Regions from separate parts of the Mus musculus genome. Here all the other regions are linked to region 1. Evidence: chromatin contacts called from public HiChIP or PLAC-seq and promoter capture Hi-C data. All regions are on one chromosome and are shown on one strand. The core of a region is the stretch at or near the end of the contact, and the rest is flanking DNA. Distances in the headings are between cores, read along the strand shown.

Region 1 (4,405 bases), core at 1,243-3,742:
TCACACCTCGTGTGTGGCTGGCTGTCTCATATGTCCCACTTCCTGGCTCTGCTCACCTCTCGGTGTCCTGGGAGTAAATGGAGAGTGGCGGATAGTTCAGCCTGACTAACCTTTGAGAGCGTGAGATCAGAGGCACCATATGAGGAAGCCATGCAGGAACAGCTACGCTTTCCCTAGTTCACGGTTTCGCACTGGCAGCTCTGCTATTCTGTGAAATGTATGAAAACTTATTTAAAACTTTGCGAAGTCACTGTACTTAAAGAGCCCACTATCCTAGTCACATGTCAGAAGGTAGAAGCTTAAATACTGGATGACACTTGAACTATGTACCCTCATTGAGGCTCTCATATACTTTTCGATGCCCAATAGTGGATTTGTAGCGGGTGGTAACTAGTTCCCTATGTCTATAGCAACATCATCTAAGGAAGCAGACTTACATTGCCAGACGTGGTAGCGCACGCCTTTAATCCCAGCACTTGGGAGGCAGAGTCAGGCAGATTTCTGAGTTCAAGGCCAGCCTGGTCTACAAAGTAAGTTCCAGGACAGCCAGGGCTATACAGAGAAACCCTGTCTCAAAAAACCAAAACAAACAAACAAAACAAATAAAAAACAAAAAAAAGCAAACAAATAAAAAAGACAGTACCTGTAAAGTAGCATTTCTTGCTTAGTTATTCTAACTTAATCTTCGATTTTGGATATGAGCAACCAATATGGACAGCATGAGTCTAAAATTGTTCACTGACTACAGAAAATCCCAGAGGGTCTCCATGTTATTTTGTGCACTGTACTAGCCTGCTTTATGTGTCAGCTTGACACAAGTTAGAGTCATCAGAGAGGAAGGAGTCTCAGTTGAGGATATCTGCTATGAGGCATTTTCTCAAGTAGTGATCAATGGAGGAGAGCCCAGCTCATGGTGGGTGGTGCCATCCCTGGGCTGGTGGTCCTGCCTGCTATAAGAAAACAGGCTGAGCAAGCCAGGGGAAGGAAGCCAGTAAGCAGCCCTCCTCCATGGCCTCTGCATCAGCTCCTGCTTCCAAGTTCCTGCCCTGTGTGAATTCCTATCTTGACTTCCTTCAATAATGAACAGCAATGTGCAAGTGTAAGCTAAATTAACCCTTTCTTCCCCCACTTGCTTTTTGGTCATGGTGTTTCGTTGCAGCAAGAGAAACCCTAACTAAGACATGCATTGACCTGGCTAAGCCAGGTGCTCAGATATTTAGAAAAACACTATTGTGAATATTAGGGGATGTAATTTACATTTAAGTTGGTAGACTTTGGGTAAAGCAGATTGTCTTCCAAGTTGGAAGCCTGGATATTACAAAAGCTAAGATTCTCTTAACACAAGGAGGATTCTTTAGCTTATGGTTTTCACAGTTAATTTACAGCACAGACTCTTCCTGGCCCCCACAACACTCTGCCTTTGAACTTGAACTTTGATCTGATCTTCTGAGTCAACAGCCACTAACCTCTCACTAGATTTTGAACTCACCAGCATTCCGAAGTCATTTCTTTTACACACACACACACACACACACACACACACACACACACACACACACAACTTCTATTTCTCCGAAGGATCGTGACTAATGCTATTTCTAAGTCAAATCGTGCTGTCTTCTTTCCCTAACTACTAGCCCTGTGCCCACTGACTTTGACATAAGGGTAAAAGAGGAAACTTCTGCTTTTCTCAAATTCCATGATACTATTGCTCCAGGTGACTTTCTTTCCCAAAGCCAGCTAAATGAAGACTGAAAATGGAAGGTGGGGGGGGGGGGGCAGGGGAGTTAATGGAGAGAAGATTCACCAATAAAGAGCGTGTCCTCTCAGAGAGGACCCTAGTTCAGTTCCTTGCGCCCATGTAGCAGGCTCAGAACAGTCTTATATTGGCGCTGATTAAGCCTGACAAGGTCGACCCCACCCCCAACCCCCATATCATTTTATCTCCTTTTCATACAATATTAGCACATTCCTACTTGGTGAACAGGAAGACTGATCTACACATTAACTTATGTACATCCTGGAACATCCAGAACATACAGAACATCCAATGTCAAGTATGCCTATGCTCTTTATTTAGTATTCTCCAAAGTATCTACATGACTAGATATGACAGCAATGTCAGTTTTCCCAGGGACACCTCCTATGCAAGGCTCTCCTCCACCAATTACCACGCCCTGAAAGTTAAAACAATTTAAAAGAAAATGCTCCCTATCCTGGTATCATTCAGAAATTAAGTCCAGAAAGTCTCCAAAGCGCTGGACTTGTGAGGAACCACTTCGCCTCGCTCCGCCTCTCGCCACGTCCACGCCCTCAACTGGCGGAGGGGCGGAGCCCTCCAAGCCAATCCCCTTTCTTCCGGGCCCTCCTTCCGCGCGTCTTTCAAAGACTTCCTCTGAACCAATGAGTAGTCAGAGGCTGAGCAAGGCCCCGGAGTAAGAAACAGAGCGAGGATATGATTGGTTTCTGGAACGCCCCGCGCCACCTCCTACGTGGGCGGACCAATGGACTGACGGGGGCGGGCTCTTCGCGGGCGGTGTCCTAAAGGCTGCGAGGGCGGCGGCACTGGTTACGGCGAGTGGCGACCCGCGATGAAGCCGGTGAGTGGGGCTGTCCGGGACCCGAAGGATCCTCGCCACGGGGCCAGACGCTGGACCGCCTCGGCTGCGTTGCTGGGCGGCCAGCGGTGCGATTCGCACAGTAACCGCCCTGCGCGTCGGGGAGGCTGAGTGGCAGATCTGTGGCACTGCGGTTCGCTGCCCACCTGAGGGGCCTCACGACGACCCTGCCAGAGAGGGCCAAGCCATTCAGCTTGACAGCTCAGATGCAGAGGCTGTCACGGCCGGGGTTGTGGGTGGCTTGATGCCTCAGATGCAGAGGCTGTAACGACCCCGTTTGTGAGTGACATCACGATAGCCACCCTCCCTCAGAAAGCTCAGGGCACTGCGTCTTGTTTCCTGCAGGTCAGAATCCCTGGGCCTGAGGAAGGCAGGGACGTCTAAGCCTGTTAGCATTTATCCACAGCAGGCTGAGAGGGGTGGAGTGAAAAGTCACACAAGCTTAAAATCTGGTTTTATAGGAGAAAGAAAAGGGGTCTTAGCCATGACTTGGAAGCCCCACCTGACATATCGTTTCTACCTCATAGCTGACACTCCACTTAAAGGCTTCATTTGGGTTCCGTTGTGTTTTATACCAAAGAGCAATCCAAAGAAACCGCAATCTATAATTTCAGCCAGTTATCACCTGTTCCTCCAGCAAGACCTTTCTAGAAGAGCTTGAAAGCCAAGCAGTCAGGTGGTTACTCTTGCAAGTCTTGTGTCCACTGTGTCAGCTGCCTACCGACTGCATTGTTGCCAGAGGAAGAGTGAGCTATCTGACCTCTGGTATAGAGGAACTGAACACACGTAGAGCTCGCTATTTCCTCCTCTCTTGAGATCTACCTCCTCTGGCAAGCACAAGTGAGTCCTCTGTAGTCCACTGCTGCCTGGGAAGGGGTAGATCTGGATGGATGTGGGAATCACACAGCCGCAGTCTACTTTCTCCTTTTGACATTCTTTAAAACTAATATTTTTGTATACACGTGTTGTTCAAATGTCTGATCTCAGATGGTTCCAATTAGGGAGTGGAAAGGGTTTTTTGTTTGTTTGTTTGTTTGTTTTTGTTTTTGTTTTAGAAAGGGGATGAGCAGTGTCCACTGGCTTTGTCTCTTCTGGGTCATCTCTACTGAATACACAATCCTCCACCCTTCCACCCATATTGTGTTTTCTTTTGAGCCAGCCTGGCCATGTATACCACTGCTCTAGAACTTGTGCCTCAGTCTCCCCAATGCTGACATCAAAGCTTTGCACCATCATACCTGCCTTAGCTCTTGAATTTTCACACTGACTGCTTTAACTTCCTAGTCTACCTACAAACCTGCAGGTTCTTCCTTCAGAGCTTAGCTCAATGGTCTCTAAGAAACCCTTCCCTGTTCCCTAAATGCTCAGTCATTCCTTCCACTCTACAGCACATGGTTTCTGCTAGTTTAACACCTTTGCCATCCTGTAACCTTGCACACCGCTGTCTCTCTAGCTGTGTTGAAGGTAGACAGCATATCACAGGGTCTTCAGGTCTTCAGAGCACAAACATCAGAGGGTCTAAGGAATGTCTGAGATGGAATGGGCAAATGGTACTTCAGAATTGAGGAAAGCTGATAGAGGATAAACTTAGGTGCCTTGTCTGATATTATCCAAGGACCAGTTCCAGGAGCCAGATAGTCTTTTGGTCTAAGCCCAGTTCTACCCAATGTACAGTAGTACTGTGATTAATCAAATAGTCAGCAGTAATAGTTCACTATTGATATTGCTGATCTGATAGCCCAGATTAATGACTGAGAAAACTGCAAATATTAATTCAGTGGGTGTTT
Region 2 (4,405 bases), core at 923-3,422, 1.8 Mb before region 1:
AAAGAAATAGGACCAATTGTATATGTCTTTCTCTTTATGTGTGTTCTGTATACAAAGTCATATGATACACAATGTTTTTGTCAATAGTGTACGTCACACTCAAATAACAAAACTGCCTAGCAACAGCTTTCTCAGTCTGTATTCCAGCCCTTGATTTACATGTGGCTCTCTATGTGTGTCTACTTGTAAAGCCAGTGTTATGTTTGGAAGAAGTCTCAAGACTGAAGAGCTAAAAGTTGAGATTCTAGTCAGCCTGAAAGCCTGAGAATCAGGAATGTCAATGGCGGATCAATGCCCCAAATGAAGCTGGGTATCAACCTTCACCTATATTCCTAGTGCTATTCACTCAGCAACAGACCAGATGGGGCCCACCCACAATGGAGCTGTTATGTGCCTTAGTCAGTCCAGCAATGTGGATGCTAAGTTCTTTAGAACACCTCCCAGATATAGTCAGACATACTGTTTAGTCAGCTCCTGGGCATCCCATGCCTGACCAAGTTGACACACAATTACTAATCACATGGTGTTCCCCAAACACAATGGCTTCATGAACAGGAACTGAAAATTAGCAAAGCTGTATGTCCCAATTCTAAAACTGAGGGTGTTAATATATTTTTCTATTAAGAAATCCTAGACTCTGGATAAACTGAACTTGTACTGGGATGCTGACACTACAATTAGAAATGGGAAGAAGCCACTTTCAAACTACAGAAGATAATTCAATTTACTGAACCGACCTGATGGTCTGAGTAGGTAGAGATGGCAAACTAAGCATCCAGTGAGACTGCTGAAACATGGAACACAGTAGGACTGCTAGCTCTCTCTGTGCAACTACTGGAAACAAACACACAAACAAACAAAAATGCTAATTTGAATATGTTGCAAATGAAATCACGAAGCCCAGAAAAGTAATTACTAAGATATGAACTCCTAAGAATTATACAACTAGCTCTGGTCTTTTTCTTGTGACATATTCACCTTTAAGTAGGGATCACTCACGGAGCCCCAAAGCCACCTGTCCTGTAGACAAACTTCCCTGCACCAGGGAATTCCTTGCTTAAACCCATGTCTGGGGCTTCATAGTGGCTTCTTCCCCCAGGATCCCCAAGACTGTCTCACATGCAGGGAGTGCATACCCTAGGGTCTGAGGGGTTGTTGAGGAAGGGGTATGGACAGAGCTTAGTAATCAGAAACTAGATTGTCCACACACCTCTGTGAGAATCTTCTCACAGTGTGCTACTAAGTTGGGGTAGAGACTAGCAGAAAAAGGCAGAGGGTATAGGGATGAGATCTCGAATTTTCTCTGGTATCCATTAAAGTCAGCAGAGTCATGTCACTCATGTAGTGAAAAGGTAGAGACAATTATATAGAAATAGAGCCACAAGGGGCTTTTGTTATAAGGTGACCATGGAAACAGAAAGGGTATAAAAGCCTTTGGAAAGTAAACACAGTGGAAACAGCATCAGAGTCTTGCCTGTTCTGCTCATTCCCCAACCATGTGGGAGGAGATGGCACAAGATGGACATGGGAGAGTCCACTTTGGGTGGCTGTGTGGAGGACGCTACTGGCCTGCAGTTTACAGCCTGAAAGGAAACTAGAGGAGTTTGACACCCACTGCATCCATGCCCTACAAACTTAGCAATGGAGTGGATAGCTTCAGCTGTGGGAAATGAGCCTGTAGGCCTCCCAAATGGATTCTGCTTCCCGTATTTTGCTAGAAAACCCCTCCAGTCCCCAGGCCAGAAGCATGGTGAGCTAAGTCATGAGAAGCAAGGTGTACTCCATAAATAATCTTTCCATTGCTCTTTCTTTTTACTCCTGGGCAAACCTTTCTTTCTCAGCACACTCTCTTTCTCTGCATGAAATACACTTTTTCTAGTAGTATACCCTTGCCTACGTTGTCTGTCAGGCTGGACTGAGAAAACCAGAAACACTGCTGCATTTTTAACTACTCTGTAACTATGGCAACAAATGATAAATAACTATTTATGCCAGCTTCATTGTGAAACTGGCCAATTACCAAAACACTCCGGGAATAAATCCTTCGAATGGTTAACTGACTGTGGAGAGACGAATGTGAACAATGTATTAACAGATTCTTCAAGATTGAGCCTCAATAGAGAACACTTAAGTGCCATTTGTTTTCCATCTGGGGCCACAAACATGACTCTAGAGGATTACAAGAACAGTTCCTGTTTTGTTTTGTTAGGATTGCTTAAGCAAGTCGTTGTTATAGGAAGGCAAAGGCCACTCTGTGGTGTGCACGGTTCCATTTCTTGGATGGATAGGTTTGCTTTTCAGTTCCTTCCAGTTTTTGTCCCACCTTTGTTGGGTATCTTTCTGGATGTTTTGTGTTTTGTTTTGTTTTAAAGGAAAACAACAACCTCTCTCATATTCTTACTTCAAGTTGTCTTGATGTTTTTGTGCCTCCTCCACACCTCACAGGGCTGGACTCTCTTAACCTCAGTTTGGTGAGTTCCTGTTACCCCAGTCTTATTAAACTGTGCTGGTTCCCAGCCTTCTGCTAGGGCTAAAGGCTTCAGAGCTGAAGTCAGAGGCACTGCAACTTCCAACCCATAGGAAGGAAGACCTTATGGGCCAGCTCAGGGTGAGCGCTGGGAACGCCCCCAGGTCCCTTCTAGAGCCCTGTCAGTGTGTGTCTGCCCTGCCTGGCCCCACGGCAGCAGCTCGCAAGCAATCTAAATTGCTTTCCTGGATTCCACTACTGGACTTGCCCCCTGAAGGCGCTGGAGGGAGCAGCTGCTCTGGCAAGCACCCCCTGCTAGGGCAGGTGAGGCACAGAAGCACCGAGAGCGACCGGATATTGTAGTGAAGAGGCCACTGTACGTACAGGCAGGAGACCCAAACAAGTCTGTCCTTGGTGCGAGTTGGGGGCCGGAAGGGAGCTCTGGATTTCGGTCCCTCCCCTTTTCCCTGCTCTGTCTTGGAGCCCTGGGGCCATCAGACCCTCCGACTGTCTGGTACTTGCCTGGAAGAGATATCATCTCTCCTCCACACCCTCCACCATGGACAATTTTCTTAATGACTCCAAGCTAATGGAGGACTGCAAGAGTCGTCAGTGGCTCCTTTCGGGGGAAAGCCCAGCCATCAGCTCGGTGATGTTCTCGGCCGGGGTTCTGGGGAATCTCATCGCACTGGCACTGTTGGCGCGCCGCTGGCGTGGGGACACCGGGTGTAGCGCCGGCAGCAGGACCTCTATCTCCTTGTTTCACGTGCTGGTAACGGAATTGGTGCTCACTGACCTGCTGGGAACCTGCCTCATCAGCCCGGTGGTGCTGGCTTCATATTCAAGAAACCAGACCCTGGTGGCCCTGGCTCCCGAAAGTCACGCGTGTACCTATTTCGCTTTCACTATGACCTTCTTTAGTCTGGCCACGATGCTCATGCTCTTCGCTATGGCCCTGGAACGCTACCTCTCCATCGGGTACCCTTACTTCTACAGGCGCCACTTATCGCGCCGCGGGGGTCTGGCGGTGCTGCCTGTCATCTATGGGGCCTCCTTGCTCTTCTGTTCCCTGCCGCTGCTCAACTACGGGGAGTACGTCCAGTACTGTCCTGGGACATGGTGCTTTATCCGGCACGGGAGGACTGCATACCTTCAGCTGTACGCCACGATGCTCCTGCTGCTTATCGTGGCTGTGCTCGCCTGCAACATCAGCGTTATCCTCAACCTCATTCGCATGCACCGTCGGAGCAGAAGAAGCCGCTGCGGATTGTCTGGCAGTAGCCTAAGAGGCCCTGGATCTCGCAGGAGAGGAGAGAGGACTTCGATGGCAGAGGAGACGGACCACCTCATTCTCCTGGCCATTATGACCATCACCTTCGCCATATGCTCCTTGCCTTTCACAGTAAGTCACCTTTGTTTCCACAGCCCCGCAAGCAGCCCGCGCAGCCTGCTCAAACTCCTCTCACCCCACCCTTTCCACCTTTAGGCACAGCCTGGGTGGGAAATGTCTTAATTGACAAAGGTCAATTGCCTTCCCCTTTCCTTTTCACCTTACCCACTTCCTTCCTTCCTCCTCCTGTCTTTGCATATGACTGTTGCTACTTAGCACTTCTTCTAAGAACCTGCTTGGTCTCTTCCCTGGGTTGGTAACTGAAGAGGAGGGAGTCCCTCCCAAGATAGGATGTTGACAATGTTATAATCTGATCACTGGGGCCCACTTTGCTATCCTTGAGGCCCCTTCTCTTGGTGCTTTCATTTCTCCTGAGCAAAATGTAGTTGTCAACACACAGCATTCAGAAGGCCCTTGGTGTAGAAGGTTACAGCCTCTTTCATTTGACTTTAGGAACATTAAGTTACAAAATTGTTTCTTGATGTCACTGTCAGGAGCACACATAGATGCTCCTCATTCTGTAGCTGTGCACTTTGTGAGCACATAGA
Region 3 (4,405 bases), core at 580-3,079, 1.5 Mb before region 1:
GAGTGTGTACCAAAGTTCTTACCGTTAACAAGCTTATTTTAAGCACTAAGAGGCTTGCAAACAGATTCGTATTGTATAGTAGCTGCTGTTGGTTGTATTTAACAAGGTATGCAAACACAGATTCCAGGAAGCACCAGCAAAGACAGGCAATATGCAAACATAAAATGTAACTTACACCCAAACTATTCCTTGTTCCAAGTAGCATGCTGACCAAACCACCTCAGCCTTGAAACAAAAGCCCATATACTCCAAAACCAGTTTGAGATCCTGCCAAGATAATGATAAAACTGGCAGGACCTGTCACAGGACAAGGTCAAGGACCATGGAGAACCATGCTCTAGGGCACGCAGAACGAGACCTGCTGGCTGCTGATCTGTACTGCTGTGTACTCAAGTTCTCTGAAGGATCCGCATCTGTATAAAGACCTTGCAGCGAGCTTAGCCTGTGCTGAGTAAAACATCATGGAAGACAGAACATTATAAACAAGAACCAAAAATCAATCCTGCACTTCCCCTTTCCCTTTCAGTCAAAGCTGACCATCCACATGTGTATCTGGCTAAACATCTGTAACATAGCCTCCACCATACAGCTAATGAGAAAAAGACAACATCTAAATGCTGGAGAGTCTCCTGCCTCATTATAGTCTTCCTGATGAGCCTACCACTGAATAAACACAGACTTAGGGCTTTCTTTTCATTTTATCATTATTGTACATGTGTGTGCATGATTACACTTGTGGATGGTAATACTGTCTGGTGTCTGGCAAACTACTGGACCAGAATAAGTACAGAACAGATCTTAAGCCCCTTTGTAACATGTACTTGGTGGTGGAGGACTGAGAAACAGCCATCTTCTTAAGCAGACCTTAAGGAGGGAGTATTTAGGAAAGGCTGGATATTGGATGCTCCAGTAAATATGCTGTCTACAGAAGCACTGAATCTGCAATGAGAGGCTCACTCTGAGAACACAGGATCCTTCCTCATCTTGCATTACTTTGACTGATTTGCTACCAAATACCAAATACAAAAAAAACACAAAAAACAAAAAACAAAAAAAAAAACCTTCATGTAGTGGCCAACATACAACCGTTCCTCACTTATTTAAAGCAGAAATATACCTCTTATTTTGTATCTCTCAGTCTCTGATGAGAATAGCACCACTTGTTCCAACACACAAGCAGAATCTCACACAAACTCTTCCATTCTGGACAATCACCACATTGTTACTGCTCCGCGCTCCCCCCACCCCTCCCCTGCCCACCCCTGCGCCCAAGAGAGCTTTCTAAATTGCAAGTTTCGAAGAATCACCTTCCCCTTGGAGAAGGCCTCAACGTTCATCTGTTCCCAGGACCACCATCCTTCAGGACCTCTTCCCAAGAGAAGAAAGGGTTGATTACTTACAGTTTCCGCTCGCGCTTTGCTTCATTCGCTTTCCTCGCCCCGTGTTTCCTCCAGCTCAGAAAAAGAAAAGGGGGGGAAATGAAATCAAAACCAGCGTCGTTTGGTGCCCCCAGAAACAGGTGAACTGAATCAGCAAGCAACCTGGCTGGAGGGACGTTTGCCGAGTGCTGATGTGCATGCAATCCTGCAGGCAAAGTCTTGAGGCCCGCGCTGCTACCCACCTGCCTGAGATTCTCGTGCAGAGATGAAAGGTCTCTGAGGACAGCACGTCCCGCCATCAGAGTAGAGATGGTGACAGAAGGCGGGGCAGGGGCTGGTCCCTACGGCGGCTCCCAAAGCAACTACGCCTACCTGAGAAGCTCACCGCCCACGGCCGGCACTGCCTCCGCAAAATCAGTCTCTTGGGCGAAAAAACAACCCCCGAGGCTCCGCCTGCTCCTCGTGCTCCTTACGTAAGAGATCCTCCAACCAATGGACGGTCAGGGGGCGGAGCGAGAACAGCCCCAGGTGACAGAATCTGGAGTCCTCCCGCCGGCGCGAGGAAGTCTTGCAGTTGCTGGGCCAATCAGCAGCGTGGGTGGGAAGAGGGGCGGGGGTAAAAGAGGAGAAAGCAGAAGGCCAATCAGATCAAAGGCTTCTGGAGTGACAGGCTCTGAGGCCTGTGGTATTCCGAGTGAGGCGCCCGGAGGGCGCGCCCGCCCGGGCCAATCGCCGGCAGCTCACAGTGCGGAGCGAGCGCCTCAAAAGCTCGGGTTTCTCAGCTGATTGTCTCCAGCCGAGAGTTGTTTGCTGCTGCTGCGGAGCCGAGCCGCGGCCCGAGGAACCGAGCCCCCCGGGGGGAAGGGGAGGCGGGCCCGAGGGCAGCCGCGGCCATCGCGCGGGGCTGCGACTCCTGTCACGGCGCTGCCCGGGGCCGCAGGCTGGGGCGGGCGGGAGGTCCGGGGGGCGCTCGGGCCGCTTCCTTCCCGCGCTCCCTCCCCGCTGCTCGCGTCCCCTCATGAGGGTATCAGTGTCCGGGCCGGCGGCCGCCGCGGTCCCCACGGCCGGCCGCGAACCCTCGACGTCCGGCGGGGGCGCCGTCGCGGCCTCGGGCGCCGCGGTTCCCGGTTCGGTGCAGCTGGCGCTGAGCGTGCTGCACGCGCTGCTCTACGCCGCGCTCTTCGCCTTTGCCTACCTGCAGCTGTGGCGGCTGCTCCTGTACCGCGAGCGGCGGCTCAGTTACCAGAGCCTCTGCCTCTTCCTGTGTCTCGCGTGGGCAGCGCTCAGGACCACGCTCTTCTCGGCCGCCTTCTCCCTCAGCGGCTCTCTGCCCCTGCTGCGGCCACCCTCTCGCCTGCACTTCTTCCCGCACTGGCTGCTCTACTGCTTCCCCTCCTGCCTACAGTTCTCCACGCTCTGTCTCCTCAACCTCTACCTGGCAGAGGTAAGGCGGGAGGACCGGCGAGCGGGGGAGCGGGGCCGCCGGGATCCACTCCTGCCGAGACGGAAGGGGTCGGGGCTGGGGGAGGTGGCCGGAGGGCAGTCTGGGGACACTGAGACACTCCTGTCTTTCCCTCTCCCTCAACTTAAGCCGCTGATGGACTCGGTGCCTGAGGGGGTTGGAGAAGTGTGAGAGAGAGAGTATGCGTGCCCCGACAACTTAAGGCAGTGGGACACCCTTTGTTCAATGTCCCAGACCTCCACGTAAGGCGTTGGTGGCGACCACAGAGAAGCATCGTAAGAAGTAGCAGCTCCGGTAGCTCTGTCGAGGCTGGACCGGGTTGAGGGAGGTTGGATGCTGAAGTAGAGGCAGCTCTGCTGAAGCTGGACCGCTGCCAGCCATTACGTCACCAGGCAGAGCTGTTCCTCCGCTATTGTTGCTGCGTTTCTTTTATTAGAAGCTTATATCCCCCCCCCCCCCCGCATCTCCTTAACTGTGGCTCGATACACCTTGCACAAATTCTGATCGATCGCTTCCCCGACGGGGTGAACGATCAATAACCAATGCTGCGGGACAGTCGAAGGACCTCCATAAAGCCCTTAGTGTTTGTCCCAGTTGCTGCTTGCTTTGGCGATTTAGGCGGTCTCTTACAGCACAGCCCTTTGGGGGAGAGCTAATTAGGAGAGAAGATACAAGCTTAACCTGTGCCTGTTGCAGAAACAAACCACGGAACTATGTTTTTTGGTGTTTTTGATTTTGTTTTTCCAACAACTTGCTTAATAGCTGGAGTCTAATCACACCCCCTTTCTCTTTTACGGGGAATTGCTGGTTGGATTGCATTGTTCTGCAGCACATTTGACCCATTTCAGACAGGTTGGGGGTATAAGGTTGTCAATCATGTCTATCTGGTATTTATGCCTTATTATTTTCAGGTTCCACCCCCCCCCCCCCAGTCTTCTTTTCCCTCAAAATACGAGCTTAGGAGAGGAGAAAAAAAGGTGACATCATACACTTAATACTGACTAATATAGAACGGTATTGGTCTATGCAGCTAATCCTCTCAAAGGCTTTTGGAGGTGATGAGAATTAACACAGTTCCAAGGAAAAGTAACCCAAAAAAGGCACTTTTGAATCAGATTGTGTTTATATTTCCTACATAAACCAACTCTTTTTTTCCCCTTAATAAACAGGAAAATAGAAAGCGTTTTTAAAATCACAATTGTAATTTCAGCTATATACAATTGTTATATATACAAGCTATATCCAATAAAAAACAATTATTGAGTAACAAAACCAAACTTTATTTTTATTCTCTAGCAACATAATACCATAAAAAACCTCATAATACCACAAAAATAATGCCACACTCTTAAGCAAAAGTGAAAAGCATATGCAATTGTAAATCAAATAAACATGCTACAATGGTATCATATTTGGGGATCATCCAGTTGCTTAAGGTTTTATAACACATATTTATAGGTAAACTGATACTGAGTTCTTCTTGACACTTCTGATAGTACATTAGTAATTTCTCATTATTGAAGACTTACTTTAGCCTCAGATACAGTTAATCTACCTGAAAATG
Region 4 (4,405 bases), core at 622-3,121, 1.4 Mb before region 1:
ATGGATCGATTGATCTGAAGATATTTTGACAACAGCTAAAAAAAAAAAAACCAAAAAAAACCCCTTATTACTAACCAAGGGAAAATGCAAAAATAATTAAAAGTTCCTCAATTTTAAGTAAATATCCAAAAAGATTGGTTGTATAACAAAGTTGAAGAGTCAAACAGTATTTGAATACCATTACCCAGAGAACATACTTGAAAGTGTAACTCCTAGTATCTTTTCTCAACACTCTAGTTAAAAGCTTCCTATCTCAAGTGTTTAGATGTTGAAACTGTTTACCTTAAATTTGTAATCAATAGAAAAATGGCCTTTTTCTGGACTTCTAACAACTCACTTCTGCTCCAAAATTACTCAACAAAACAATAAAATCCAAAAGTTTAAAGCGATGAAACAGATAACACCCCTTCTTCCTGACACTCGAGTGCTTATCTTACAGTATCATATGCAGCATACACGTATTTCTGATCACAAATAATAAGACCCACGAGTGACCTGGCTGTCTATCCCTCCATTTTTTTATAGATGTAATTTCAGAAATCGAAGTCCACCAAAAAGGTGGCTATAAGAAGAGCCACTGCTTATAGGGCTATAAGAAAGCCAATGCTTGGTCATTTGCCTGAGGACCCGAGGTGGATCCCGGTGTCCCATGTGGTGGTTGGGGAGAGGTTCCTGCAAGCTGTGGACTAAAAGCACCCCCTACAATGCGTACATTCACAGGTACAATATACATACCCACAAAACAAACCTGTATTTTAAACATCGTAAAGAACAGTAATGAACAAGTCGAGGGGGAAAGGGTGCTGGCCAGCGCCAGGTGTGGTCGTGAACGTCTGTTTAACAATACAATTTACATATTAAGTATCTCAGTAATAAAATGATCTAATACACTTTTAAACAGAAGAAAGTCTGGGGAACCGCTAATATTCGAGAGTTCTTCCAGGCTTTACAAGAAAGCACTAAGAGACTAGCACATCGACTGAATATGATACTTCTGGGTATTTCCAAGCTGTTAGCATTTCCTTAAGACAGCAAAATGAAATTCACAGTTATTTCAATGCGCCTAGCCTAAACGGCCTCATACAAAATTTACAGGCTACACTAAGAAAATAAAATTCTTTGAATGTTTTGCTCACGGAACCCACATCTCCTACAGAAGTAAATAATCACAGCTCATAATCAAACTTGAATACAGAAGAGCTAGGGCCTACCTCGGATTCCGCAAAGGAAGTGTCAGTATACGAGAATAAGCTTCAGGGGCAAGGTGCACCATACACAGGCCGAGAAGTCACAGGACAACAACAGCCGCAAAGACACCAGGCAGTTAGATCAGGCCACCCAAAGAGCCCCTCAAGGTCATTCAACCTCTTGACAACGACAAGACCTAAAGAACAACTAGTCTCCCCAAGAGTCCATATCGGGAACAGAAAGGCTGGGGACGTCCCCGGCACCGCTCGCACGAGGTGCCCAGGTGCCGGGTCCATTCAGAACCCCCGGTCCTGTGGACACGGAGCAGCCAAGGCAGGATGCAAGGAAGCAGTGTGACAAGCTGGCCAGGCGCCCACGCCCATCGAAGGGTGCCCCGTCCCGGGGCGATCGGGAACGCGGTGCGGGCCGCGCATCAGGATCGCCGGCGCCCGGAGATGCGCAGCCCCTGGGCCGCCCGCGCGCCTCACCTGGCAGAAGCAGCGCTGTGCCGCTGTCTCCGGCCGCCGCTCCTCGCCGTGGCCCAAGCGCAGCAGCCACACGACGCCCAGGAGTCCAACGAGCAAGCCCCAGGCGCGGCCCATCGCCGCTCGCCGCCCACCGCCCTCTACCCGCGCCGCCGTGCTTGGCTCCCCGGCGCAGGCCGCGCGCCCGCTGAAGTAGCCTGCGCCGGCCCCGCCCCGCGCTCCGCCCTGCGCCCTCCGCGCTCCCGCCTCCCCTGCGGACGTGCAGCGGCGCGCGCCTCTGTCCACGCGAGCCTCGGGCGGCCGCCTTCCTGCGCGCCCCGCTCACGCACCCGCCTCCGGTACACCTGGCCTGCAGCTCGTCCGGCGCAAAGACGCGGTCCTTCCGGGGTCGGGGTATCCCCCGAGCCACACTGCCCGGGGCCTGCGCCGTCCTGCCCGCCCCGCCCCGGAGCTCACGCCAGCCAGCCCATCCTTTCTCAACACTAGGAAATCCCGAGCCTGGGTTACGTGTCCGCCGTGCTCTGGCTGCCTAAGCCTTTTAAAAGGATGTTGGAGTTCATCTCGGGGAGCACGGCCGTACACACGATTCAGTGGCTTTCTAGTTTTTCCCTTCCTACATCCTACAAAGGGAACAGGTGAAATTGGTTTCCAAAGGGCTGTGCACCGCGGCTTACACCTATAATCCAACACTCCAGAGACTGTGGCAAGAGGATTGCTCAATGTCAAAGACAGCTTGAGCTACATACTTCCTGCCCTATAGAGTTAGGCTCTATTTTATAAATAAATGTTTAAATATAATAATAAAAACATGTTTTTATTAAACTAGCATAGAGAAGATATTAGCTCAATGTGTAGTCCCGATTTGTTCATAAAAAATTGACTCCTTTTTTGCTGTATTTTATGCGAATTAGGCATATTTCACAAGCTAGAGAGCAATGTGGTAAAGACTATTCAATCTCTCGTTTCATAAGTGGAAATGGGGAAAGCTGTTGCTAAGAACTGGAGTCAGGCAGTGAGAAGCCTTGCTTAGCCTGTTATCTATAGCATGCACTGTACACAGAGTAAGATAATATGGCCTTATAAGCTAATATTGTCTTCACGATAGCTATATTCCAGCTCATACTTACCTTTTCTAGAACCAGATCATAGTGTCTCTGTTACAGGTGTTTTTGCTGGTGTTCTTTTCACACTGTTCCAGATTAAAAGCAAGTTTCCATTCAATTCACTTTGCAATGCCGAGCTTGGCCTTGGAAGTACACAGGTGCATCGGCTCCATAAAACTGACAATGTCGTCAGTTTTCTTGGCTTCGTTGTCTCGTTTAGCTTGGGGTAGTGCATTTTTATTTTGATGAAGGGTCTCACTGTGTATTCCTGACTGGTCTGGAACTTACACTGTGGACCACGCTGGCCTCGAACAGGCAGAAATCAATTCACCTCTGCCTCCCTAGACCTGAGATTAAACACCTGTTGCCACCACAACCAGTCTTCCAGTCTTATTTTTAGTTCACTAATAATTGTGTGTAAGATATGTTTTCAATCCATATGTACATTGTAGGAAGACTCAATCACACTAATATATCCATCACCTCACCAGCTTGACTTTTTCTTACAAGAATGTTTAAAAAAATAAGTCTATTAGTATCTTCAGTCTATTAGTAGCTTCCAAGTACACGGTATATAAACCACAGCCTCCATGCAATACCATGGGTCAACGAAACTTACTTTTCCAGTCTAACTGTACCTTTGTGCCCTTGGACCAACTTTCCTCTCTCCAACCTTCTCTGGTTACCACTTTTCTACAGATTCTATGAGACTGGCTTTTTAAATTTCACACAAATGAGATCACACAGCACTTCTCTCTCTGCTCTTGGCTTCATTCCACTTAGCATGGTGTTCTGCAGTTACAGCTGTGTTCCAGGTCACCGCATGCCCTTCTTTATAAGTCTACACAGTACTCTGTGTCAGGGTACACACACTCAGGGTGTGCTTCCTTATTTGTTCATCCACTGATGGATGCTTAGTGTGCTCCTCGTGCTGAGCCACACCGAGACCTCCTCAGACCCCTTGGAATATAAAAAAGATGAGTGGCTAGGCTTGGTGGCTCATAGTGTAGTTAGTCCCAGCACACGTTTAGGGACAGCCTGGTCTACATATAGAGTTCAGGACTATATAACAAGTTCCTATCTTGAAAAAAAAAAAACGACAACAAACCCACTAGGCAAACAACACTACCTGGCTAATAAAGCTGGGCATAGTGGTATAGTGTAACTCCAACAGAGGCAGGCAGATCTCTGTGTTTTCCAGGACAGCCTGGGTCTATGTGCAGTGAGTTCCAGGACAGCCAGAGCTACCCAGTAAGAACCAGCTAGAAAAACAAACAAACAAAGACTAAGACAGGGGGATCATCATGAGTTTGAATCCAGTTGGGGCTACATAGCAAGACCTTGTCTTAATAAGAATTTAGAAAAAAATTATGGACATCATATTTGGGAAATAGCAGAGATTCCACAAGAAACTAAATATAGAGTTACCAGCCTGGTCATTTCCATAAATATCATTGTGTGAACATCTGAGCTAGTTGAAATGTGTATACTGTATGGATACTTGCCCTCTCCACAGTCAATATTTGTATGACATCTGTGGTAACATTTTCTTCCTTGTATTTCTACCACTGCATTGCAAACTTTTAAAACCGCTTAAACATGGCCTCCATCCTGAACATACCTTAGACT
Region 5 (4,405 bases), core at 762-3,261, 1.4 Mb before region 1:
TTTGAATTTTAAACAGTACTCACAGAGTCCACAAGAATGTCTTCTTTTATAGATCATAGAGTGTGGGGTTATGGAGTATATACATGTACTTGTGTCTTCCAAGAAATTCTCTTTACCTATTGCAGTTAGGTATTTGATAATTTTAACTTTTTAAAGATTATGACTGGAAGTAATACTTATAATTTGGTTTATGTGAAAAATAATTCCCTTTTTGTGGTCTGGATCCAGGAAAAGTCTGTTCATGGACATGTAATTTTACATATATGTGATTTCTAGCGATCTATTATTTCTTAGGTTCACCAGTGGATTCTATAAATATCTTCCAGTAAATACCAGGCTGAGAGTGTCTACTCTATGGAATGTTAAATGTTCAAAACAAAAGTTCTGTTACCTGTACACAATTCTAATTTCATGTGGCAATCAAAAGTTGTATAAGGAAATTGTCAATGTCTAAAAATTGAGATTATTTATAGTTAATTCTTGTTTAAATAAAGACATCAAACTTCAGTTTCATAAATACCAAAGGACTAACCATAAATGATCCAGCTAGGTATGTAATTCTTCTTTTCTCTCTCTCTCTCTCTCTCTCTCTCTCTCTCTCTCTCTCTCTCTCCCTCCCTCCCTCCCTCCCTCCCTCCCTCCCTTTCTCTCTCTCTCTCTCTCTCTCTCTCTCTCTCTTTGGTTTTTCGAGACAGGGTTTCTCTGTGTAGCCCTGGCTGTCCTGGAACTCACTCTGTAGACCAGGCTGGCCTCGAACTCAGAAATCTGCCTGCCTCTGCCTCCCAAGTGCTGGAATTAAAAGGGTATGCCACCACTGCCCAGCTTCCCCTTTCTTTTTGAGACAAGGTCTCACTATGTACCCCTGGCTGGCCTGGGACACTTACTGTGTGGGTTAGGCCAGTCTCAACTCACAGACATTTTCTTGCCTCTCCTGAGTGGTGGAATTAAAGGCATTTACCACAATACTTGCCATTGGATTATTTTTTAATTAAAAATTACTAGCAGGGTATTCTGTGCCTTTTGTAATTCTTAAAGCTGGATAATAGTTTATGTAACACTAGAGAGCATAGACCATCTAATTAGCCACCTAATTTTTGAACAGCTATCCTGTATATTGAACATGCATTACATATATGACAACATGAAAAGAGTTAAGAGGAAATCCAAGTTAAACACGCGGTCCTTCCACTTTAAAGGATTTTTTTTTTTTTTTTTTTTGATAATGACAGTCCTGAGGTCTCTAGGAAGTAGTGTTAAAATACAGTGAAAAGTAGTGATAGTCTTAGTTACACACTTTGCAGCCTTCAGTGATTCCTTCAGTGAGACCAAAGGTGGTTCAGAAGTTCAAACCAGGCCTTTAATCATTTCATCTCAGAACTCTTGTAAATTTGAGGACCAGCCTGGTGTACATAGCGAGACCCTGAAGAAGGTATATTCTTCAAAAATTATTAACTCTAACGCCAGCTCCTCACACAATCATCTTTTATGTTGAAAAATAGGCTCGGAGAAATCTTAAAGAGTACCGAATACAATTTAGTAAGTAAACTATCATTTACATTTCTGATGACTTTTTTTAAGAATCATTTTCTTGAAATTTTCTGGATAATTTGAGTTGTTAACACTCCGGAGTATACCTAAGAGGCCACTTTCTACTTTGTTTAAAGATGATGGGTATCTCGGGGTTTTTTGTTTTTGTTTTTTTCGTAGTCTAACATGAATTTAAGCTGAACTCTTCCTGTTTGGTTATGACTTCCCCCACGGATTGGATCGAGCAGCATTCCTCTGAGTGTGGAGGACACTTTGAAGGGACGGACTCCCATCCCATTTGGGAAGGCCTTGGCCCCGACCGCTCCTCCCCTACGGCCGCAGCTCCGCCCTGCGGGAAGCTCCTCCCCCCGCGTCTGCGCGCTCGCGGACGGGCGGGGCGGAGGCGCGCTGACACCTGGCGGCGGGGGCGGGCCGTCGGCGAGCGTGGGCTGGGATTGGCTGGGCCGCGTGGGCTGGGGCGGGAGGAGACGGTTATGGGCTCGTGCCTGGGTCGGATCCCGGCTCTCTGAGGGGCGCGGAGACCTGCGGGAGGGACACGGCCGCAGCATGGCGGCCGGCAGCGCACCGCCCTGCCCTCCGCCTTCCTGTCGCAGCCGCTTGGATCCTGTGGTCCGCGAGTGCTTGCTGTGAGCCTGCCGCGCGTCAGCCCCCCCACCGCTCGCCCGCCCGCCCGCCCTCCTTCCCTTGTCGCCTCTGCCAGCCCGGAGGGCGGCCGGGCGCACCGCGCCCACCCACCGGGGCCCTGGGACCATGGAGGACGTGAAACTGGAGTTCCCCTCGCTCCCGCAGTGCAAAGACGACGCCGAGGTGAGTGCCCGGCGGCCCGCCCTGCCGCGGGCAGCCCCCGGGTCTCCGGCCAAGCAGCGCCTCTGGCCCAACTGTCCCAGACTCTTCCCTTTCCCCTTGGGCGTGAAGGGGCGTCAGTGAGGTCCTCCTCCCGCGGGACCCTATCGGAGGAGCCAACCCGGAGAGTACTCTTGACCACTCGCCTCGGCGTTGAGGCTTTTCGTGAACACAGACTCTTCCTTACCAGAGCAACACGCTGTGGAGTTGTTTTTAATCTGAGCTTGATGTTAGATTCACATGCGGGACACATAGCCAGCCCCACGTGTGGAATAGATCGGAGGCGTGAACTCTGGAATTGCACCCCTCTAATAGTACTCAAGTCAAAAACCAACCACCACCACTACCAAAAAACCCACAAAAAACGATGACTAGCGTGGGGCGGGGGGGGGGGGGGAGTAGAAAAGCTAAGCTTCTTTGAATTTGAAAATTTTTAGTAACAAATCTTGCCTGTACTATCGAGAGCAAAATTCTCCCAATTTATGATTTAAGGGTTCTTTTCACCCCACCTTGATTTTTTTCTTTACCTAACATCTGTTGCAAATATTTTATGGTACCAGAAACTGTTAAGTTAGAGTTTGCCAGAGGCTAAAATTAGTGACAAGGATTCTTACCTGTGACACTTAATAGGATCAAAAAAGGATTCTAGAGTTTTGCTTGTGTGTTTGATATAAGTCCTGGCTGTCCTGGAACTCACTAGACGAGGCTGGCCTGAAACCCAAAGAGATCCACCTGCTTCTGTACCCCAAATGCTGGGATTGAAGGTGTACACCCCTTAATCTCTCAGTGTTTTAAAGGTATTTGGGACTACTCTTGGCTGGCACACTTGTAACCCCTCTACTTGGGAGGTGGAAGGAGAAAGGAGGGGTCACTGTAGCCTTGGTTCTATAGCAAATTTGAGACCAGTCTCAGTTACAGATGAGATGGAGACTTTATACCAAATGCTCAATTCTATTGAATGTCTTCATTTGATTCAGATCACTTTTTTGTATTTGTTTTGTTGTGATGGTGGGTTTTTGAGAAAGGGTTTCTTTGTAGCCCTGGCTGTCCTGGAACTTTGTAAGACAAGGTCTTGTGTACCCAGGAATGTCCCCTGTTCTCCCAAGTGACTTACTGTCATTTGAAGGATTCTCTTTCTTATTTGTAGTAGTGATGGTTGAGGCATACATAATATACATACATGCACAAAAGCAAAACACTAATACATGTAAAGTAATAAAAATCTCTAAATAAAATTCTGGGGACAGATAAGATTCTTTAAATAGAATTTAAAATAGAAGTATAAATAAAAATAGACACAATGTTAATACTTTTGTTTTAACAGAACACTTTTAAATTTTTTCTTTAATAAGAATCTGTTTGGGGAATGCCAGGGCCAAAAAGCGGGAGTGGGGGGGAGGGTATGGGGGACTTTTGGGATAGCATTGGAAATGTAAATGAGGAAAATACCTAATTTAAAAAAATCTGTTTATAAAATTGGTCTTTATAGCCGGGCATGATGGTACATGCTTTTAATTCTAGCACTTGGGAGGCAGGGGCAAATGGATCTCAGAGTTGCAGGCAAGCCAGATCTACAAAGCAAGTTCCAGGACAGCCAGGGCTACACAAAGAATCCTTTTCTCAAAAATTAATTAATTAATTAATTAATTAAAAAATAAAATCGTGTTTTTATAAAAAGCTATTAGGGGGTCAGGGGCAGGATCTAATCTAAGCCGGCTTCGAACTCACAGGGATCCACCTGTCTCTGTCTCCTGAATATTGAAATTAAAGGTGTGCTACTATGCCCAGCTTGAAAGAAGTTTTTAAAGATTATAAAATCTTATTTGTGTACATAACGGATGTCCCTGTGTATGCACTCAGTCATTTATCACTGTGGCTATTCTGAGCAGGGTCTCTGCCTGAACCCGGGGCTCATGTTTTCTTGGCAAAGCTGGAAGCCAGAAATCCCAAGCCGTCCTCCTGTCTCTGCCTAAGTCAGAGCTGGTATTATGCATTTGAGCTTTCCTGGCCTGTA
Region 6 (4,405 bases), core at 676-3,175, 1.3 Mb before region 1:
CCTGCCCTCCCTTCCTCCAGAAGTCTGTGCCGAGCCACTTCTGCATGCCTGGCTTCCTGAGGGTCTGGCCTTGTGTGGCCCTGTGGTCTACTTTCCCAGATGAGCTACTCTGAATTGCTAGTAATGCTTTTTGGGGGTACACCTCATAGTTGTGGTCAGTGTCGGACTCCTGAGAAGTCATGAGAACAGATCTGTCTGGTGACAAGAGCTCTTTTTCCTAGTTTGGGTTCTTTAGAGATGTGTTGTGGTAAATATTATTTTGGGGCTTTTTTTTTTTTTTTTACCACACTTTGACCATATAGTTTCTAAATAAAAGGCACAAACACCTTTTATTTTATTTTATTTTTTTTGAGACAGGGTTTCTCACTGTAGCCCTGGCTGTCCTGGAACTCACTCTGTAGACCAGGCTGGCCTCGAACTCAGAAATCCACTTGCCACTGCCTCACAAGTGCTGGGATTAAAGGTGTGCGCCACCACTGCCTGGCTTAACAACTTTTAGATTTATAATAAGCCATGTATCATTAAAGTTGGGCAGATATCAACACTCTATACTATTTTGTCTACTCCCCTGTCAATAACTCCGAGATATCACTTGCCATGTTCTGCCTGGGCCACTCCTGCTCTGATAGGCCAGCCCTCACCATCCACCTACCCCATGGCGACTTCTTCCTTTCCTCCTCTCTCCTCTTCCTGGATCCTGCCTGCCTGCGACCCCAAGGCAGAGAACCTTCACTCTGTCCCCTCTTCTGCCCAGCCCAGGCTGTAGGCATCATTATTAACTAACCAGGGATAGATAACTTGGGAGCAGGGGTGGGCAAGGGGGAGAGGAATGTGCTAGAAAGAGCTGACTTCGAAGGCTTATTTACAGCAGTGGTCTTTCTCAGTCACTTCAGAAGTTTCCCTAAGCAAAAGGACACACAGGCACAGCTGCTCCGGGTCTAAGGTCCCCACACCCTCCTCCTGTTGGGAGATTCCCACGATGCTCTGTCTCCCTGCAGGCTGTGATTCCTTCCCCTCTGCCCTCTCACCGGATGTGCTCTGAGTGTCATGTCCCTCAGACTCAGTGGACAGCATCTTTGAAAATGCAAGCTGGCTTTCCCACTGGTCCTCTGCAGCATCTTGCTCATAGAAGCCTTTGCTCTGGGCTCCTGTATCTCAGTCATAAAGCCTTTCTGGCTGTTTTCTTCCATGTCCCTCCACTGCCTCTGAAAACTCCGGGCATTTAAGTTGACTTGGGCTATAGACCTGATGCTTACGTGGATATCACTGATTGGCCTCGCTTCTCCAGGACGATTTTTTTTAATGGCTCTACTCCCAGGAAACCTGGTTTTCCCATCTGTACTTCAAAAACAACTAAATTTAGCCTTGTTTCAATAATTCGACAGACCTCATTATTCCCCGTAATTTTTTCTCTTTCTTTTTCCTTTCTCAGCCCTTCATTGAGGTTTTGAGGGTTATTTCTTGAGATTCTCCCTTTCCTGGGAGAATTTCCTGGGCTTTGGATTTTCTTATTTCCTGCCATCTGGTCTCCACCCCCACCTCCCACCCCCGCATGGCTTCCCTTGGGCCCTTGGTGTCCCCTTGGTCACATGGCTTTCCCAGGGCTATGCCTCGTGAGCACTTATCACTCCTGTCCTGGCTGCAGTTAGTTATTAACGGCTGTGGGGCTGTCAAGGGCGTCGTAGCGTGCAACCTTCTCTTTTGGAGCCCTACAGGCTTCCCCGCTTCTCCTACTGCACGCACACCCCAAGATTTATCAACAAAATCTCCTTGTTTCTTCCTCCATCTCTGGCGGCAGTGACACACTTGGGTCTGAATGCAGAGATCTTTGGGAGAATGAACTCTATGGGAACCAAAAGAGCTGACTGGCTTCTTTGTCGACCCCTGACCTTCCTTAGAGATAGCACCCAATTAACTAGGTAGCAAACAGTTCATTGTTTTGTCTCTCCCCATTCAGAAATCAGGGCAGCCTAACCTACTGCCACAGGCCATACCCTCAAGCTTTGCTGGGACTCAGTTTTTTTGCCCCAGTTGCTCCAGATATCAAAGGGGTTCTAAACACACTTCCTAGGTTTAGAAATTGTTTTTGTTCAGAGATCAACATGATTTGACCCGAAGCAGTTCCTAAGGGTTAGAGGAAAGGCTGTTAGACCCATGTTGTTTGCCTAAACAAAAAAACCAAACACAACACACTTAAAATGTCTCCGTTCCACCACTGTGTCTTCAATAGTGAAGATGAAAGGAGACATCTGTCCAGTTTCCTTTCTAAACATCTTCTCAGGGAGAATTTGGGGCATGTGAAAGAGGTCAGGCTGCTGGCATGGGCCCCATTTACCATACAGCAAGCAAGCAGGGAATCTAGTTGCAGTTTCAAGCTCTGAGAGGAGACATTTGCACTTCACAGTGTGGCTGCTATCCTCCAGTCTGTGTAAGAGGCTCCAGGAGAAGATGTCAGGCCCTGTCTGGGATTTCTCAGCTATGTGGCTCCAGCAGGTTTGTGCTGGTTTTCCCAAGCCCAGTTGTATGCTGAGGCAAGCTTGGCATTTGCTTTCCCAGTGGAGCTGGCTGTGCTGTTGCTGGCCCAGTTGGGTCTGTGACTTACGTGGGGTCTCGGTATATCCTGAGTATGAAACAGAGCAAGGTCAACTGGACCTTGAAGAACTGAAGCCCTGGCCCCGGGCTCATTTGCCCTGTTCTTAAACCACCGAAGCCTGCTAGCCCCACCAATTAAAGATTCTCTTGGCAGCAGAGGCCAGAATTGGGGACCAGGTATCCAGGAGCAGTGTGGCTGCTGCTGAGACCACTCCCTCCCCCTGGCCTTCAGTGACTTAGTACCACTGTTACACATGGGACATTAGCACCCAAAATGGTCTCTCAGTAGTTTGGAGGTTGTCCAAATGGTGTAGTAGGGTGAAGTGCTTGCCACATGAGCCTAACAGCCTCAGTTAGATCCTGAAATCCAGGTAAGGGAGGAGGGGGAGGAGGAGGGGGAGGAGGAGCTTCATGTGCTTGCTCCTGCCTCCTCAATAATAATAAAAATTTCAAAGCACAGCCTGCCCACTACAATGACAAATATTTGCCATTTTTCACTGTTTCAAGCCCTCCATGTTTAAAAGCGAGTTGTATTTTCTGCAAGGTGGAACCTGTCATTCTTCATTCTACTGTTCCGTGTGTTTGTTTACAAGTCTTTGCTGCTTTAGGTAGTGAGCTGTCTTTTTTTTTTTTTTTTTTTAATCATTTTTAGTTCAGTGCTAGATATTGCCCACAGGACTCTGCGGTGGGACGTGGTGCGGGAAGTGGGGAAGGCTCCTGGGTAGCTCACACTGACTAGCCTTGAACTCACTAACACAGGCTGGTCTTGAACACTTCAGATCCTGCTCCCTCCCTCCCTGGTGCCAGAATTACATACAGGTTTCCCAGCCCTTTTGACTTTTTGCCCCGAGGTCTAACTAATTTGCTCATTGTGATTCTCCTGCTTTAGCTTCTTGAGCAGATGGGATTACAGACCTGTGCCACCACAGGGCCCTGCATGCCCTAGAACCTGTTTCCTGGTGGGCACGAGGACACACTTAAGTTTCTCCACATCCACGGTGGAATTGAGAGGGCCTAAAATGCACAGGATGGCAACAACCGTTTCTGGGGACGCTATAGTTTATAATTGCACCGATAAACATCCTGTTACCCCAGTAACGCTTTACTCTGTCAGATCTTAACCATTTTACTAGTACCACAGGCAAGAGACTACTTTAAAATTGGTGGCTGGGATGTAGCTCAGCAGCAGAGCATGTGTCTAATACACGAGGACCTCTGGGTTGGTTCTGTCCTCTGCACTTCACATACAAAGCGCCCATTTTCCAGAATCCTGTGCAGATGGACAGCTTTTCACTTCAGGCTTCCTTTCCTCCCTTGTGAAATGAGTACCTTAAGGGTTTGTGCATTTCCTCTGGATTGGCCTGTGTGAGCACAGACAGGTGTGCACATCTGTTTATAGTCTCGGTTCTCTTGTCCAGCCAATTATATGATGCAAATACCTTCTCCACATTTTCTGCTCTGTTGATTGATTTGAGAAAAGGCTTGGCTTTGTATAAGCTTGGCATCTTCCGGCCTCTCCAGTCAATGCTCTCCTCTTCCAGCTTTGATTTGCTGTCCACTCAATACTTCCTGCACTGTGTTGTCTCACAGACAGTGACACGTAGGACACATAGGCCAGGATTCTTTAACTCGGATCACAGGAGCATTTTTCCAACTTCAGTCCTTGGTCCACCTGGAATTGATTTCGATGACTGCATAGCTAGACGAGGCTGTGGCCCAAGCTCTTTGGGGAACTCTTTTGTGATGATCTCAGAAACAAGTAGCTGTCCCTACACCCTTGGTTCCAGTCTCTTTTGACTGCAGTGTTTCCATC
Region 7 (4,405 bases), core at 1,040-3,539, 1.2 Mb before region 1:
CCATGAGGAAGACACCCGTTTAATCCCAGAACTCAAGAGACAGAGCAGGCAGATCTCTGTGAGTCTGGTCTACATAGCAAGTTCAAGGCCAGCCAGAGCTACAGAGTGAGACTCTTGCTTGAGATAACAAAACCAAAAACTAACTAAAATAAGGAAAAGCTATAATGTATTAATAAGGTCCACTTATCACGCATAAGACAATCTGATACAAATGACTGTTTCCTTGTCAAACAGGAACCATATGGGATAGTTTTCATCCTCAAGTGGAACTGTTCAAAAAAGGTTGGTAAATATTTTGCAAACAGTGATTTACTTGACTCAAAAAACAAACAAACAAACAAAAAACCAAACGTAAACTGACAGTTACTTGATTAAAGCAGCAAAACTGAATTCTTAAAGGGCCCCTTGGGGGCTCGTTCTTGGGCTATCTCTGGGAGTCAATCAATGGACAGTACTAAGAAGGGCCCCCTGCAATTAACTCCTCTTTAGTCCTCCAACAATAAAGTTCCCTCCAGGGGCATAAAGCAGAGTCACCTAATAAATGAATTCAGTCTAATTCCCAAATTATATCAAACTTCTATTTCATTTACGTTATATGGTAAATATGCAGTTCCCCCTCCCCTTTGGTAAGAAATACTTTTTCTGAGAAACGAATATTCATTACTTTTCCAGGATGGCCTGAGACATGAATGCTGATTAAAACCAACTAACCCTGCCACAAAAGACATCCCCACACAAAACACCTTATCACTTCATTATACAAAGCAGCAAGCATTTTACAGGCCAGAAAGCTGCTGCTCTGATAAACGCTCTCCGGATAAAATCACCCATCTTATCTAGTCTGGTCAATCTGCCAGGTGAAAAATGGTTTGCCTTATCACAAAATGTGGAGTGCAGTTTTCTCGAATATCCTGGGTGATAGCCCTTCCTTACAATCAAGTCCGAATCAATGCAGTATCTATGTGCACTCAAATACTGTCATCTTCAACTCAGTTTAGTGTCTGCTTTAAAAAAACAAAACACACACACACACACACAAAAAAAAAACAAAAAATAAAAAATAAGTTCTTTCGTTGGCTTCTTAATGCTCCTGATAGCTTACTTCCAACTCAGAATACAGATACCAAGTTTGTCAAGCACTGCCCCACCCCTCGCAAGAGCGGACGAGTGGAACATTTCAGGGCACTCCATCACGTAGTACAGCTACTGAAACTTCATACCGACCAACACCAGTGCACATTCTCCAGACCGGGCTGACTGTACACTCTCCCCAATAAACACCACCATCAACATCCAGGTTCCATGAGGATAAGAGGTGGGAACACCTACAGACCCGTAATACCACATTCACAACTTTCACCTGCATACTCTCTCTCCTCGTTACTTTCAACAAGTCGTCCCGGGAATCCGCAGTTAAGCATTTGGTAGGTTCGAATCACTCACTACCTTATGTAAAAATCAAAATAACAAGCAGGACGCAGAGGGGAGCACGTCTATGCGCCCTAACGTTAACAAATTTCGCATTTTAAGCGCAGCACACGCCAGGAGCTAGGATCTCCCAATTCTACCCCTCCCCCCGCCGTCTTCCCTCCCCACCCCCTCCTCTCATTCTGGGAAGTCTTTATTGGAGGCATCGGGGTGCTACTCACCGAGTTTTTCCACCAACTTCAGCATCACCCCTCCGATGTGCACCTCCCCGGTCACTCTCAGAGTGACATCACGGTTCAGGTCCGTGACATGGACGCTCAGTTCCCACGTCCCGTCCGCGTAGCAGCCATCTGGCATCCTTATCCCGTCCAGAGCCATGGCTCCCTTCCTGCGAGCGCGGAGGAAATGGCTCTCGTCAGCGTCACTCCCCCAAAGGAAGACAAACCCCACCGAGTCCGCGGCGCCGGCCGCTGCGAGGGAGAAGGCGGAGGAGCTGCGGCTACGCGCGCACAACCAAGGGCGCGAGCGCGGGCGACTCGGCACCCAGACCGTGGCCTCCGCCCGCCGCGCCCGCCTAGCGGACTTGGGCGCCTTCACCTGCCGCCGCCGCCGCTGCGCCCGGACCGCCCCGCGCCTCCCCACCCGGCCGGGGAGACCGCGCCGCGCCGGCGCGCGCTCCGCTCCTCCCGCGGCGTCCTCCCCGCGCCCCGTCCTCCGCTGCGCCCCTCACCGCGCTCCTCCCGCCGGGCTCCCGAGGCAACAGGCGAGGCTGGCGGCACCCGCGTCGCTGCTCGGGAGGAAAGCGAAGCCTCGCGCCGCTGCTAATGGAGTCCCGGCACCGCGGCCCCCGCCCCACCCCCTCTCCCCGCCCCGGCCCCCGCCCCGCAGCACCGCCCGCAGCCGGCCTCCGCCCCCTCCTCTCTGGCTCTTCTCTGACCGCGCTCCCGCGGGGGAGAGGAGGCGGCGCGCGCTCTGGTGGGGCCGGGGCGGTGCGCGCCTCGGGGGAGCGCTGCGGGGGGAGGCGGCGGCCGCAATCTCGGCCCTGCGGAGCGCTGCCCTTTTATGGAAATGAAGGACCAGGCGCAGGGATGGAATCCAACATCCGGGCTCTCGGCTGCGGAGCTGGGGTGGGGGGCGGGGGCTCGCGGGGCTGAGGCGGCGCCTGCAGCGGGGTCCCCGGGGTTCATGCGTGAGAAGCTGCCTCGGGAAGTTCCCAGGCCCCGGGACGTGTGCGGGGAACCCGGGCGCGAAGGCACCGCGCCGGGGAGCTAGGAAGAGAAGTTGGGATGCAGAAACTTTACGATGTCTGCCTTGAACATCCCACAAAAGTAGGAGAAAGGACACAGAGGGGCGGTGAGCCACAAAAGTTGCCTGGCAAGCAGGGTTCCGCACCAATCTGCGGCTCCTGCTGGACTCATGAGAGTCGGCGAGCATTATTAACCCCTGGAACCCAAGTGCCTGCCAGACGCAAAAGCTTGGCTCATGCGCTCCGGCTGGAAAAGGGGGACCTCCCCACCCCACCCCAGGAGGGCAGTGGTTTCCCCGAGACCCCTTCTCCACCCACGCCAACTGTTGGCGCGTACTTGGGACTTTTCCTCCGCAACTTAGAGGACTCAGTATTTTGAATGCACGCACATTCTCTTCCTTACCCTCCCACACACTTCCAAGACATTTAAGTAGTTTTGAACTGATGTTGAGCTGTTAAAGACTTTGACTAGTGACGAAGAAAGGTCCCCGAAGGCCCACTTCCACGTTCCCATTAACTATTACACTCTGTTGAAGGGAACTGTTCAGAATCAGCAAGCCAGGGGTTGCCTCTTCTAGCAATTTATTTAAGTCCAGGAGAGTCCGATAAGATACTGTAAAGGATCTTGGTTTTTAAAAAGTGTCTTGGACTTCGTGAACTGCCCTAGACACTTCAAAGGGGAGCCTACCGCGCAAATAACCCTTTGTTCATCAACACAACAGCAAAAGAAAAAAGCACAGCCTGCAGAAAGGGGTGGACACCCGTAAGGGAGTGAAAGCAGGAAAACTCGAGTCAAATGCCAGAGGTTTGGGAGTGGAAAAAAAAAAAAAAGGGAAACCACTCTGCTAACACTAGCCAGTCATCATGGAGAAACTGATGCACTTCTCCAAGCTTGCCTCTCTCCAGTTATTTCTACTCTGAGACGTTGTGGGTGGTTTACTTAGAAGCAATGTTGTTCAGGGTGGAAACAGTGTTGATGAAATTATGTTGTTGGAAAATACATAGGAGAATATTTTTAATAATGTAGAGAATTAGTTGCTTGGGTTAAAAAAAATCTGTACAGACCAGGCATAGTGGAGCATGTCTTTAATCCTAGCGCCCAGGAGGCAGAGGCAGGCAGGTCTTTCTGAGTTCAAGGCCAGCCTGTCCTACCTAGTTAGTTCCACGACAGCCTGGGCTATTAGAGAGACTCTGTCTCAAAAAGGCAAGCAAACAAAAATCTGTAGAAAACTGTACGTGCCTCTGTAAAATCAAGAACGCACTCATAGCCGGGCGTGGTGGCACCCGCCTTTAATCCCAGCACTCAGTAGGCAGAGGCAGGCGGATTTCAGAGTTCGAGGCCAGCCTGGTCTACAAAGTGAGTTCCAGGACAGCCAGGGCTATATAGAGAAACCCTGTCTTGAAAAAGAAAAAAAAAAAAAATTAAGAAAGAAAGAAAGAAAGAAAGAACACACCCATTTTTAAATATTTAGATTGAAAAAAGACTAGAAGGAAATTCCCCAAATGTTAGTTATTGGGTGATGTGGTCAAGAGAGGTTTTCTTTTGATTGGTTGGTTTTAGTCTTTCTTTTTCTAACTAACTCAAACCTGCCACATCCTGGACTTTTCTGGCACCACTAAGAATTGCATTCCCTGCCATAATCCGTCTCTGTGCGGTGGACAGACTGGCCACAGCAGCTACCAGATTCGTGAGCTGGATTGTCACTTTTTTCCCGTGTGTGTGTGTGTGTG

What was found. Promoter capture Hi-C pulls out the DNA fragments that hold promoters and counts their contacts. HiChIP or PLAC-seq counts read pairs in DNA pulled down with a chosen protein or histone mark.
Region 2: a contact with region 1 is called in a promoter capture Hi-C map of embryonic stem cells, with 3 times the contacts expected there. The contact joins the promoter of Ptger2 here to the promoter of Cdkn3 in region 1. A contact is called at or near these places in 2 of 39 promoter capture datasets (embryonic stem cells and hippocampal neurons) and 1 of 115 datasets of contacts at active chromatin or transcription factors (astrocytes).
Region 3: a promoter capture Hi-C map of pre-B cells shows a contact between it and region 1. The contact joins the promoter of Txndc16 here to the promoter of Cdkn3 in region 1. A contact is called at or near these places in 5 of 39 promoter capture datasets (the HPC-7 cell line, frontonasal cranial neural crest, hippocampal neurons and 2 more), 2 of 115 datasets of contacts at active chromatin or transcription factors (astrocytes and fibro-adipogenic progenitors) and 2 of 9 other capture datasets (adipose tissue and liver).
Region 4: a contact with region 1 is called in a promoter capture Hi-C map of pre-B cells, with 5 times the contacts expected there. The contact joins the promoter of Ero1a here to the promoter of Cdkn3 in region 1. A contact is called at or near these places in 13 of 39 promoter capture datasets (the 3T3-L1 cell line, 3T3-L1-derived adipocytes, the C10 cell line and 10 more), 5 of 115 datasets of contacts at active chromatin or transcription factors (astrocytes, embryonic midbrain, embryonic stem cells and 1 more) and 3 of 9 other capture datasets (liver, macrophages and pancreatic islet).
Region 5: a contact with region 1 is called in a promoter capture Hi-C map of hippocampal neurons, with 7 times the contacts expected there. The contact joins the promoter of Styx here to the promoter of Cdkn3 in region 1. A contact is called at or near these places in 12 of 39 promoter capture datasets (the 3T3-L1 cell line, the C10 cell line, the HPC-7 cell line and 8 more), 7 of 115 datasets of contacts at active chromatin or transcription factors (astrocytes, embryonic fibroblasts, embryonic limb bud and 4 more) and 1 of 9 other capture datasets (liver).
Region 6: an H3K27ac HiChIP or PLAC-seq map of embryonic stem cells shows a contact between it and region 1, with 6 times the contacts expected there. The contact joins the enhancer-like site here to the promoter of Cdkn3 in region 1. A contact is called at or near these places in 3 of 39 promoter capture datasets (cranial neural crest, embryonic stem cells and hippocampal neurons), 2 of 115 datasets of contacts at active chromatin or transcription factors (embryonic stem cells and epiblast stem cells) and 1 of 9 other capture datasets (embryonic stem cells).
Region 7: a contact with region 1 is called in a promoter capture Hi-C map of hippocampal neurons, with 12 times the contacts expected there. The contact joins the promoter of Fermt2 here to the promoter of Cdkn3 in region 1. A contact is called at or near these places in 6 of 39 promoter capture datasets (cranial neural crest, frontonasal cranial neural crest, hippocampal neurons and 2 more), 5 of 115 datasets of contacts at active chromatin or transcription factors (astrocytes, embryonic forebrain, embryonic limb bud and 2 more) and 1 of 9 other capture datasets (adipose tissue).

The regions. Positions count from the first base shown.
Region 1 is chr14:46,758,049-46,762,453 of GRCm38.p6, forward strand. It overlaps Cdkn3 (cyclin-dependent kinase inhibitor 3), which reads left to right and starts at 2,493. Exons shown (of 8, transcript NM_001360041.1): 1 at 2,493-2,600. The coding sequence starts at 2,592.
Region 2 is chr14:44,985,939-44,990,343 of GRCm38.p6, forward strand. Ptger2 (prostaglandin E receptor 2 (subtype EP2)) reads left to right here and starts at 2,173. Exons shown (of 2, transcript NM_008964.4): 1 at 2,173-3,869. The coding sequence starts at 3,027.
Region 3 is chr14:45,217,596-45,222,000 of GRCm38.p6, forward strand. It overlaps Txndc16 (thioredoxin domain containing 16), which reads right to left and starts at 1,830. Exons shown (of 21, transcript NM_001310534.1): 1 at 1,622-1,830; 2 at 1,401-1,454. It overlaps Gpr137c (G protein-coupled receptor 137C), which reads left to right and starts at 2,122. Exons shown (of 7, transcript NM_027518.2): 1 at 2,122-2,823. The coding sequence starts at 2,398.
Region 4 is chr14:45,316,701-45,321,105 of GRCm38.p6, forward strand. Ero1a (endoplasmic reticulum oxidoreductase 1 alpha) reads right to left here and starts at 1,872. Exons shown (of 16, transcript NM_015774.3): 1 at 1,677-1,872. The coding sequence starts at 1,790.
Region 5 is chr14:45,349,175-45,353,579 of GRCm38.p6, forward strand. Styx (serine/threonine/tyrosine interaction protein) reads left to right here and starts at 2,012. Exons shown (of 11, transcript NM_019637.3): 1 at 2,012-2,355. The coding sequence starts at 2,299.
Region 6 is chr14:45,451,361-45,455,765 of GRCm38.p6, forward strand. No RefSeq gene overlaps it. Among named protein-coding and RNA genes, the nearest start is that of Gm34250, 6.5 kb to the left of the region's middle. Within about 2 kb of position 1,926, at least 45 of the 459 cell types and tissues checked have an H3K27ac peak or open chromatin away from gene starts, as enhancers often do. A contact at or near this core is called in embryonic stem cells, where this site is marked.
Region 7 is chr14:45,527,776-45,532,180 of GRCm38.p6, forward strand. It overlaps Fermt2 (fermitin family member 2), which reads right to left and starts at 2,290. Exons shown (of 15, transcript NM_146054.3): 1 at 2,159-2,290; 2 at 1,650-1,816. The coding sequence starts at 1,806. It overlaps Gm46452 (a long non-coding RNA gene), which reads left to right and starts at 2,447. Exons shown (of 3, transcript XR_001781252.2): 1 at 2,447-2,781.